2 separate regions of the Mus musculus genome follow, and region 1 is linked to region 2. A link is a contact called in public promoter capture Hi-C data. All regions are on one chromosome and are shown on one strand. Each heading gives the region's core, a stretch centred on a gene start, on an enhancer-like site or on the middle of the called end of the contact. The rest is flanking DNA. Distances are from core to core; before and after follow the strand shown.

What was found. Promoter capture Hi-C pulls out the DNA fragments that hold promoters and counts their contacts.
Region 1: a contact with region 2 is called in a promoter capture Hi-C map of hippocampal neurons, with 4 times the contacts expected there. The contact joins the enhancer-like site here to the promoter of Eed in region 2. A contact is called at or near these places in 2 of 39 promoter capture datasets (cranial neural crest and hippocampal neurons), 2 of 484 Hi-C or Micro-C datasets (nephron progenitors and stem cell-derived motor neurons) and 2 of 115 datasets of contacts at active chromatin or transcription factors (embryonic forebrain and neural tube).

The regions. Positions count from the first base shown.
Region 1 is chr7:91,410,069-91,415,634 of GRCm38.p6, reverse strand. The region is part of intron 1 of Dlg2 (discs large MAGUK scaffold protein 2); the gene reads right to left. Among named protein-coding and RNA genes, the nearest start is that of Gm24552, 170 kb to the right of the region's middle. Within about 2 kb of position 3,339, at least 10 of the 459 cell types and tissues checked have an H3K27ac peak or open chromatin away from gene starts, as enhancers often do. A contact at or near this core is called in hippocampal neurons, where this site is marked.
Region 2 is chr7:89,978,168-89,983,624 of GRCm38.p6, reverse strand. It overlaps Eed (embryonic ectoderm development), which reads left to right and starts at 2,649. Exons shown (of 12, transcript NM_021876.3): 1 at 2,649-3,213. The coding sequence starts at 3,100. RefSeq lists cis regulatory regions at 2,172-2,179, 2,375-2,382, an enhancer at 2,354-2,390 and a promoter at 1,051-2,813.

The DNA of each region.
Region 1 (5,566 bases), core at 2,090-4,589, 1.4 Mb before region 2:
TCCATCATGGGAAACCTGGGAGTTGAACTCAGACCATCGACTTTGGTGAAAGTGCTTTTACCCAATGAACTTCAACAGCAGCCTGAATTTTTCTTATTAGACCTTAATCAATTATTCAACATACATTCAAATCCAGTAGTATGCACCACCAAAAGCTTATATAAGAAGGAGCATGAAAACTACAGAAACTTTTACTAGAGGAGGAAAATGTTTTCATCCAATTGTTTCTTAAAATAAATCAAGGATTAATATTAATTGACCACAGAGAAAATGAAAGGGAAAAAGGCCTCCGAGGATAGAGTATATGTGCAAGTTACAAAAGCATGAAAATGAGGACCACTGTGGGTGCCCTTGGCATATGGGAGTACTGGCAAAGTGTATCTGTGAGATAATGAACATGATGCTAATGGTACCAGAATAAGTTTGGATATGCTGGGGAGGTGGAGTATATAAAGAGTAGAGGGCTGTCACAGATAACTGAATTAGTGGATATGAGTAGAAGAAGAGAGGATGATTAAACAATTCCTATAAATGTAATTCAGGCAAGAGAGGAGAGAGTGCTAAATTAGAGCAATGTCAGGGGAGAGAAAAACAGATGGAGGCATATGTGACAGGACTAGGTGGCTGATGGGATGTGGGGGCTGATAGAGAATGAGACAACTGGGCTAAGTCCCAAGTTTCTGGTTGGAGCAGTGGAATGCATGGAAGGTGTCACTCACCATGAGAGTGCAAGACAAGGCGGTGGAAGATGAGCAAATTTGGGCATGTGAAGTCTGGAGTCCTCTAGAACATCAAGATGACAGACTTCTAGAATCAATGGGAGGAATTAGGCCAGAGACGCTAATGGAGAGCTAGTGTGAGCACCCAATATCCTCAAGACCCCATCAAATGTTTGCAGTATTGTCCTAGGGGTTTCACTAAGCCATAGAGGTTTTCCTGCATCATAGATACACTTAAAATATGGCAAAAATGTGTCGTTAAATACATTGACTATCCTAAAACATGGAGTACAAATACTGCATAGGATTCCAGGGGAAGAACCCAATGACCACACTAATCACAGCCTCTGTAATTTGTTTCTACAGTCTTAGATTCACAATGCATGGCGCTCTCACTTAGGTTCTCAGAGACATATAGGCATCCTGTTCTGTCCTTGGGTTTATGGGGAAGACATTTAAAGAAGACTGAGTCAAACCACTTCAGAAGCTTTGTATGAACTAGGGTTCTGTGAGCAACCATTTAGATACCAATCTAGAAGAATCCAACACTCCCAGCTTGGAGTAAAATCCAGCAAGCTGTCACTGTGCTCAGTTGGCTGTATGTCATAATAAGAAATACTGAGTCACTGTGGACACACTGGGAAGTAGAAAGAATCAGTAAGCTATTTGAACATTATAGTCCTTTTGGAATGAATGTTGGTCTTAGTTCTCAATTTCGTTCTTATTCTATGTAAGTGAAGTCATTCACAGATATCCAATTCTTTTCAGTTCACTCCAGTAGTCATGTGCTAAGAGGTCAGACACTTCTTTTCTATTTGGTTGCTACATGCTGTCTAAAAAACACACACTACAAAGTACAGAAAATTGTTCCTGCTATCATGTAGGCTCTCCAGAAGAAATTTTTAGTATTCAACTAGCTGTCTCATTAGAAGAAAGAGCATTTATTAAAGTGCTAAGATTCAGTCAGGGGGAGTGTGTGTTTTAAAATCGAATAGAACATCCTTTCTCCACTTATATCCACAGCTGATTACCCCTTTTCTTGTGATGTAATTCATCATTTTATTCCATTTTGTAAATATTTAAAGAACAGAAGTACCACTTTTGCAAGAAGATGTTATGAGAAGTTGCAGAGAGTGTGTGCTTTAATTAAAAGCTCTTTCACTCTTGACCCATGACATAAACAGTGACTTGAATACATAGGATGTTCCATGTTTTTCTCCATCACATTCTCCTGCTTAAAGCCAGGCTTGTCATAGTGTCATTATGTGCCATATTTACTTCCTCTGTGAGGCATTATCACCATGCTCTTCCCTCTAGCAATAAGCCAATATTTTTTTCCATAAAGTGAGATGAAAAGAAGATGAAAATTTCAGAAAAACTGTACACCACAACCATCAGACAATTTTGCTTTTATAAAATGTAATTTTACATTTAAACTATGGTAGATTATATTTTTATTTTATACATCTATGGATGGAGTCATCAAATAATAAATATAAAAATAATAATCAGTTATCTGGAAGTTTAAAAAACATGGTAGATATTACACAATTCAAGCTTAATCAGTATAAATTTTCTTTTTTTTTTTTTTTTTTTTTTTGGTTTACAAATGATTTAGGAATCAAATAGCAGCAACTTTTCAAAGTGAAGTCTGTGTGATGGGGAAAAAGAAAAGGCTGGCTTGCTAGGATAACATGAAGCCAGATGACCTACAGCTTTAAATCACAGTCCAACAGGCTCAGTTTGCTTGAATAAGTATTCAGAGTCCAAGTTAGGTTCTTCAGTAAAAAGAAATGTAGCAAACATTATATTTAAAAAGATTCATTAGCCTAATCAGGGACTTGGATAGCAAGGAATGCAATTATATTAACCTTTCAAGAGATGAAGATATTTTGAAGGAAACTCAAAGATTTTGTTTTCAGCAATAAAAATAGAATTAAGAATGACACTATGATTTACAAAGACGACAGCAATACATGATGGACTGATTCTATAACTGTATGTACATATGGATAAAGCTGGCTGTATATTCATGTCTGTGTGTTCAATGATTTGCAGTAGCAAAAGAACTAAAGGGTGCTGTTTTACAATATTTCTGTGTGCATGGATAAGCTGTTTCATAAATGATAAGACTAGTCACTCTCCTCTATAGAGACCCAGGTTTAAATGGCAGAACATGATGTGAAGAAACTATACAATTCATTTATGTGTAGCAGGGGAGGCATGTCCATGTATTTTCAGGAATTTGGCTAAGAGATATTGGTCCTCCTCATTTCATTTCATTTCATTCCTGCCCCAGATGTTGCCAACAGTGCAGGATGCCAATTTCATTGATTGCTTATGCTCAACCCAATAAAAGAATGAGAACTCGAAGCTTCCTTGCAAGGTCTACTCAACCCATGTCATCTTCTGGGTTTATCTGTCCCTTCAACATCAAAACTCTTGTGGTGGGCTGCTCCTACAGATAACAGTTCAACAGTCGCAGATATTTCCATTTCAGACAGATAGTTATTCATAAGCATATCTGAAAGGATTTTGGTCGATCTGCTTCACGCAGCAGAATTTGAATAAGCATTTGCTTCTGATTTCGCCCACCACTGCTCCCTCTCTCTGCTGCTTTTAAAAGCATCTGCTATCACAGATGCAAAAGATATGTCGCTATGAGCAACTGCTCTGTTTGGAGGAGCTGTGTCTCATGCCTGAAGTTCACTGGTACCCACAAAGCAATGAATGGAGAAACTCTCACAATCCACCTGGGTCTAGTCAAGAACTTTAAAACTTATCCTTCCTACATGTTTGTGGCTTAAGAGTTTTGACTCTATAATGCTTGATATACACAAATGGATATATGTACAGTAAATGGGAGTTTGGGAGAATAGCAATAAAATTAATACTGATTAAATAGCTGTGACAAAAAGTATTTTTTGTATGTTTTCTGCTCTGATAATTTATCTCTGTAGCTCTTGGTACAATACACACTTTGACTTGTTTTCCCCACACACATTTCAATTTATCCATGATCACTCATTATAATCGCACATATTGTCCTGTAACACAAATATTTCATATATCATATATCATACTTTTACTCTCTGATATGTATTTGTACTATTTTCAGGGTTTTCTTTGCTTTCTCTCTTTAGGAATGAAGCTACTTGAGGAAATGTAGTTTCCTTGCATTGCTCCAAGAAACATAACTAGGAAGAGAAAGTCTAAGTCAGAATGTTCAGTTTTGACAAACGGTAATAATTTGCACCCCCCCCCCTGCCCAAAAAAAAGGTTACAATCCCAACGATGTAAAAGTATTAACTTAGGATCATCTGAAAGTGCCAGGAAGCTTATGTTTTGCTTCGAACTTATGTTCCTTCATTACCTGTGAGGTTGGGTGTCTTCTCTCTCTCTCTCTCTCTCTCTCTCTCTCTCTCTCTCTCTCTCTCTCTCTCTCTCTCTCCCCGTCTCCCTTAAAGAGTTCTTGCTTCATTTGTTTGTTTTGATTTTTTGAGACTAGGTCTCACTATGTAGCCTAGCCTGGCCTCAAACTTGAGATCCTCCCAAGCCTCTAATTATTTGCCACACACACACACTACACATACTACACACACACACACACACACACACTACACACACACACATACACTACACACACACACATACACTACACACACACACATACACTACACACACACACACTACACACACTACACACACACACACACACACACTACACACACACATACACTACACACACACACACACACACACATACACTACACTACACTACACTACACTACACACACACACACACACACATAAGTATCTAAATATATAAAAGCAACGTGTTAAATCTGTTTAATATTACATTTAGTGCTACATTTCATGGATGGCCACTTGATAATGAATAATCAATTAGTGGATCATCCTTGGAGAATATTAATGTCCCCACTCTCAGATTTCCTTATTTTCTGGCCCTTAAAGTCTTTCTGTGCTTTTAAAAAAGACTTGTTTCAGTTTTTAATCTACCTGTATGTGTGTGCATTATGCATCATCTCTCTCTCTCTCTCTCTCTCTCTCTCTCTCTCTCTCTCTCTCTCTCTCTGTGTGTGTGTGTGTGTGTGTGTGTGTGGCCATCAGAAGAAAGCATTTGATACCCTGAAGCTGGAGATATGGGTGGTTGTGAGGTACCTGATGAAGGGGTTAAGAGTCAAGCTTGTGATCTAGAGGAGAGCCACCTCTGCCCTTAATCAATGAGGGATCTATCCATCACCTAATTGGAAGCTCTAAAAGATATCATTTTTTAAAAATATATATTCCACAGAATGTAAACCTCTATTGTGTGATGTTTTAACCACTTTTACTGATTTCACTTAACTTGGCTACTCCCTATCATACTACTATAAATCATGGATCTTTTCATTTTCCCATAACAGTATTAATTTTTCATATTTTAGAACAATTGAGAAATAGCTGATAATTTCACATCTGGGTATTACATGCCATAGTATCTGAATGCATATTACTTGGTTTGTTGTTATATTAAGCACATTTTAAATTTATTCAAAATCAGATTACATTTTCATGAAATAAATATGTATAATTATATCAAGTTCTTCATTGACACTAATTATCCATTATGCCTCAAAGTTAATTTTTCTTGTATTTATACCTCAGTATTACTTCATTTAAAACCTCTTAGTATAATTTTTTCCATATTATACTTTCAAACCTTATACCAGTCAGAATGGCTAGGAGTAAATAGAAAATGTGGTACATTTACACAATGGAGTACTACTCAGCTATTAAAAAGAATGAATTTATGAAATTCCTAGGCAAATGGATGGACCTGGAGG
Region 2 (5,457 bases), core at 1,400-3,899:
AGATGAACATATTGGTAGCTTAGTGGGGAGCCATATGGTACTGAGAAAGGGGCAGGCCCCAGAATTAAGCTGTGTGGATTCAGGCCTTGCCATTCCACACGCTAAAGCAGCTTGATGTCTTAGCTTCAGCTTTCTTATCTATAAGTGAAATGATAGTATAAAAAATGAAAGATTAAATTAGATAAATTGTGTAACGGACCTTCAGTGAATGTGACCTCTGGACTCAACTTTCTGGGCCCTTTTAGTCCTAGCATCTTCAAACAGGGATTGTGCTGGTTTTGATACAGTTGAAAGGAACACCTTCCATCTCAAAGTCACCGTGGACAAAAATGTGTTTTCCTTCTTCTTCTTCTTCTTCTTCTTCTTCTTCTTCTTCTTCTTCTTCTTCTTCTTTTTTTCTTACTGCATAGGAGGAGATTTCTGATAAAATCTTATTCATAGAGTTCACCCTGGTGATGTGGGCACAGGTGAGCTGGTGGGCTGATCAACTCAGCTACCTCCCAGGCCCAGATCCAGGACTTTGAATTGGCCCACCCCAATGTCTAGCCCAACTATGATTGGCTGGAATGCATGAAAGGGCTGGTCCTACAGATCCAAAGCTGAGGATCTCCAAGGCAACAACAGGATATCAGAGAGGAGCATCCAGTATTGATAGTGTAGCAGAAGCCAGAAGACTTCTCATTGCAACGGACACCTGCAAGATGTGTGGACAAGGGTATACTGTGTGACACCCTGTGACACACTACAGCTTCCACGATGAGAGGTGTTTTGGGTTTTTTTTTTTATTCTATCTTATTTTCTTTTGGGGAGGAGGTTGCAAGGGTGGAGGGCAGATACAAAGATGAATGGGACTGGAGTGCATGGTGTAAAATTCACAAAGAATCAATAAAAAGTTGATTTAAAATCTTAATCATAAAATTAATAATTGTAAAGCAAAGTAAACCTTTGTTTCAAATTTCAAAGTTTTATCTCCCAGCAACTTTTCCAGAAAAGATAAACATTTAAACTTTTTCACCTAAATTGTCTCATTTAGCTTACATAAACTTCCTCTGAAAGACTAAGACACTGGAGGGCGAAAGGAAAATACTTTTTATTATTAAGTGGGTGCCCAGCAAATGTCTTGTCTGTTTCTACCTCTTCATTTCACAAATGACAAATGACAATATAGAAACAATTCTGTCCTATAATTTCTACCTCTTCATTTCACAAATGACAAATGACAATATAGAAACAATTCTGTCCTATAATTGAGGAGAGGAAGTTCTTCATTCAGACATTCCCATGGCTTAACAATACACCCACCAAATCCACAAGGCTCACAAATTTATTATTTGTCTGTCAAGATTGTACCTGAGGGGACAAGTGAGCTGGCTCAGTGGTTAAGGCTGGCTACAGGCTGGCTACAGGCTGGCTACAGACTGGCTACAGGCTGGCTCGCAAACGTTAGTGACTCCAGTCCCAGGGATCCAACATCCTCTGACTTTGTGTACCAGTACAGACATGTGGGGCACAGACATACACACACTCATACACACATTTTTTTTAATCTAAAAATGAAAAATTAAAGAGTTTTTAATGATACGGGCAAATTTAGTTACCTTTCCCTATATTAAAAAATTGCCTTTTACCTAAGTCTCACAAACTCATGCAGTTGCTCACAGTGACTTATAGGTCTTGTCAGTTTCCTAGAGCCTCAGCTTTCAACAGCTAAAACGAACACTTAAGACTATGAATTATGACAATTCAGAACCATGTAATTTTTATTTATTTATTTTTGGAAAGAGGGTCTATAACGAAGCCCAGGCTGTCCTGGAACTCCTCGTGTAGACCAAACCAGTGTGTAGCTCTAACACACTGCAATCGACCTGCCTCTGACACCCTAGTGCTGGAATAAAAGGCATGCCCCCATACTCTGTCCGATCCATACAATTAAAAAAATTTTTTTTCAAACAGGTTTTTAGTAAATAGCCTTGATTGGCTCGGAACTTGCTATGTCGACCAGGATGATCTAAAGATTGAGGCGAGCAGGCAGTACTTCCGTTGTTGCCCTTCCGATGTTGGATTACTAGAATGTATCATGCATCACAAGGTATTTTTACTTAAGTCTAAATATGTAATTTAAAATACAGGCTTACTTAAGCCAATAGTGGCACCAACCGGTTGAATATAACCAATCATTGTAATAAGTATTTATTAGATAAAATATCTGCCCAGAACGGAGGCGTGTCCGTAGGCACTGATTTGGTACCGTTTTGAAATCCTCCCCGAAGCTTCAGAAACCGGTGGAAAGACTACCTGGTTCAGCAGACAGAACCGAGGGGAGGAGGGGCCAGGAGGCGGCCTGTCGTCTCCGTAACCCAGCGCGAGAATACGCCTCAGCGCATGCGCACCTGCAGGTGGGACCCGTCCATGTGCCCGATGGGGGAGGCGAGCAGGGAACAGCCTATAGATTTTGAATCTCTCCCTTCAAAAAAAGAATCTAGGCTGTGAGAAGTTCCGTAAACACTAACTCGAAGTTGTTCTCCCGAGCTCCGCATCAGGGACCGTAGACACAGACCCCCTAAAACAAGAGGTGACTTCTCTTTCCTCCCCCCTCCCTCGGGAGCAGTGGTGGGCCGATCCAGGCCACAGACTTTCGTTCGTTTGCAGCGGGTCGGAGATCGAAGGATTGAGCCAATTGCGGATGAAACGTCTTGGCCAGGAAGGGGGTGAGGGAGCAGCCCTTTGAGTTCCGCCTCGTCTCTAGGCGCTGGTGGGGAAGGGGGACGTAGGAAACCCCTGCCCTCTGAGCCAGCAGATCCGACGCCTCGGTGCAAAGTGTCGAGAGGGCGGCGGGAAAACCGCCCGCCCGGACCAAGGGACGGGAAGCAGCCGGGAAGCCGTGCGGGAGGGCGCGCGCGTGCGCGCCCCTTTTTCAGCAGTGTGGCGGGGTCGCACGCACGCCCGCCTCGGCGGCTGGGCGCGATTTGCGACAGTGGGGGGGGCGGCGGCGGTGGCGGCGCCGGCAGCTTTGCGGCAGGCTCGGGCCGGGCGTGCTTGACGGCGGTGTGGCGGAGGCCCCGCCCGAGGCGGCAAGAACCTGGAGGGAGGCGGAGGAACATGTCCGAGAGGGAAGTGTCGACTGCGCCGGCGGGAACAGACATGCCCGCGGCCAAGAAGCAGAAGTTGAGCAGCGACGAGAACAGCAACCCGGACCTCTCGGGAGACGAAAATGTGAGTGCAGCCCCGCCTGTCCCGGGACTGTGGAGTAGAAGTTTCAGGTTCTTTGGTAACTGCGGTCGGGGCCGGCGGGCGGGCGGCCGTGGGGGGAGGGAAAGGTGTCACCCGCGCTCAGGAGAACGCAGGCGTGCGGGGAAGTCCGGTTTGGCTGGGGCTTTCGAGCTGGGACTGCGGCAGATAGCAAGCAGAAAGTTGTCGAGGAGCGGATTAAAGGTCCCAAAGGGTCTGCGAGGTCCGCTCAGATCGTCCCTGCGTGGGAGACGGAGTTTGTGCCTTTGGGGGCTTGACGCTGATTGCGAATCTGAGATTGTACTTACTGGTTTAAAAGGCATGCTCGAGGTAAGAGGTTCAGTTTTCCCCAGGAAAGTTGGTACGAAGGGTCCTCGTAAGGATCCGAGGGGCTGTGTCACTGTAGAGCACTACGGGATCTTCAGGATGGAAAGTATAGATCTCTGGCTTGGGTTTACGTGACCGTGCGGTTATGTATGCCCCTTTCCATGGAAGTGCGGTGTGCCTTCGTGTCGACTTTTTTGTGGAAGGAGTAGAATCGAGAAGATCGTAGAGGGGGAGCCACCTTTGATTAAGGCAAAGGAGGGAACAGTTTGAAAGTTTTTGCTTAATGTAAAGGGATTGGAAGATTTCAGGCCACCGTGGTAAATTCTGTACTTGAGCCAAGTGTGAAGATTAAGGGAAGTCGGTGCTTAGAGAAATGCCGCCCCGTAAAAAAAAAAAAAAAAAAAAAAAAAAAAAAAAAATACTATGCAAGCGTTGTAAAGAGTACTAGACACGTGTTCTAATAATTAGATACTTATATTCTGATAGGGTAGCGTAGAGGCTTTGGCCTTTCGTATAATGATTACTTAGACTTTAATGAAAATGTCAAATTTATAATGAGGAAATTGTCAGGGAAAAAATTTAAGTGAAAGCTCATTTTATCTTTCCAAACTCCTAAGGTACATTTTTTGATGCTTTCTAAATTTATCCATAGTTGAATGATTGAGTTAGCTTTTGCTTCGGTCCCTTCAAAGAGGGACAAGACTTAACGTTTTGGTATGTGTGTTTTTGACACATTATTGAACCCTTTGGGGTCCTCTCAGAAAAAGGGATTTTTTGTTTGTTTGTTTGAGTTAGAATCTCCCTGTTCAACATAGACTCTCCCCATGCTGCCCTCACACCTGTTACCTTCCGTGCTTTAACCCTCTCAGTACCTAGAAGACATTTATGCACCACCATATCCTGCAGAATACTGTGGATGTATAGATGAAGCACATAAGATTACAAACCAGACCAAGTATAAAACTTTAAAATATATTTAATTTTCTTAAAGGGACAGAGGCATAAAAGCTCATTTGTAAAGCACATGCCTGACATCATTGGAGGGACAGGTTCTTTCCTCACCAAAGGGTGTGTGTGTGTGTGTGTGTGTGTGTGTGTGTGTTGGGGGGGGGGTGTTGTATTTTATTTTTTAAGTTTTGCAACAGGATCTCACTTTGTACTCTTTGTTGGCCTGGAATCCAGAGATCAGCATGTCCTGCCCACTAAGTGTTGTAGCAAAGGTTCGAGGCACAACACCTGGTTTCCCATCTAGAAGGAGTAATGGAACCATTGAGGGAGGTGATAGGGCTGATTTTTACCACCTGCACCAATTGTAATATGAGATGGGATTTTTAACTGGAAAATCCAAAATCGGAACTTTTTGCATAGAAGAACAATCGACAGGTGAGGAGAAACAGATAATCTGTGGTTTTCCTTTTTTTTAAATCGGGATCTTGTACTTCCCGTGCTGGCTAAGGTCTGCCTTTGCCTCCTGGGAATCAGATGCCTGGATGAAAATGATTTCAATTTAAGAGGCCAGTTTAGATTGTAACAATTAAAACTTCCACTAAAAGCTAATTGTACATTTACATCAAATTGCAATTCAATCACTTGTAGGTCACCTGCTTTATGTCAAGTACTTCATTCCTTGGTTCTTGGTTGGTTTTTTAAAAAGACATTTATTTTAGACCAATGTGAAGTTTGAAAAATCTTAAGAACTAATGTTTTTAAATGAATTAGTGGTTTTTAAATACCTTTTGACACTTCTATTTATTTTGTACCTTTTGTAATGTAATACAAAACCAACTTTAGGGAGCAGTAACTTAGACCACAAAAGCCGTGGGCTTCACTCTAACGACTGTTGGATACACTCAGACAAAATGGTTCGTCTGGAATGGATTTAGGGACTACTACTACCTAGTG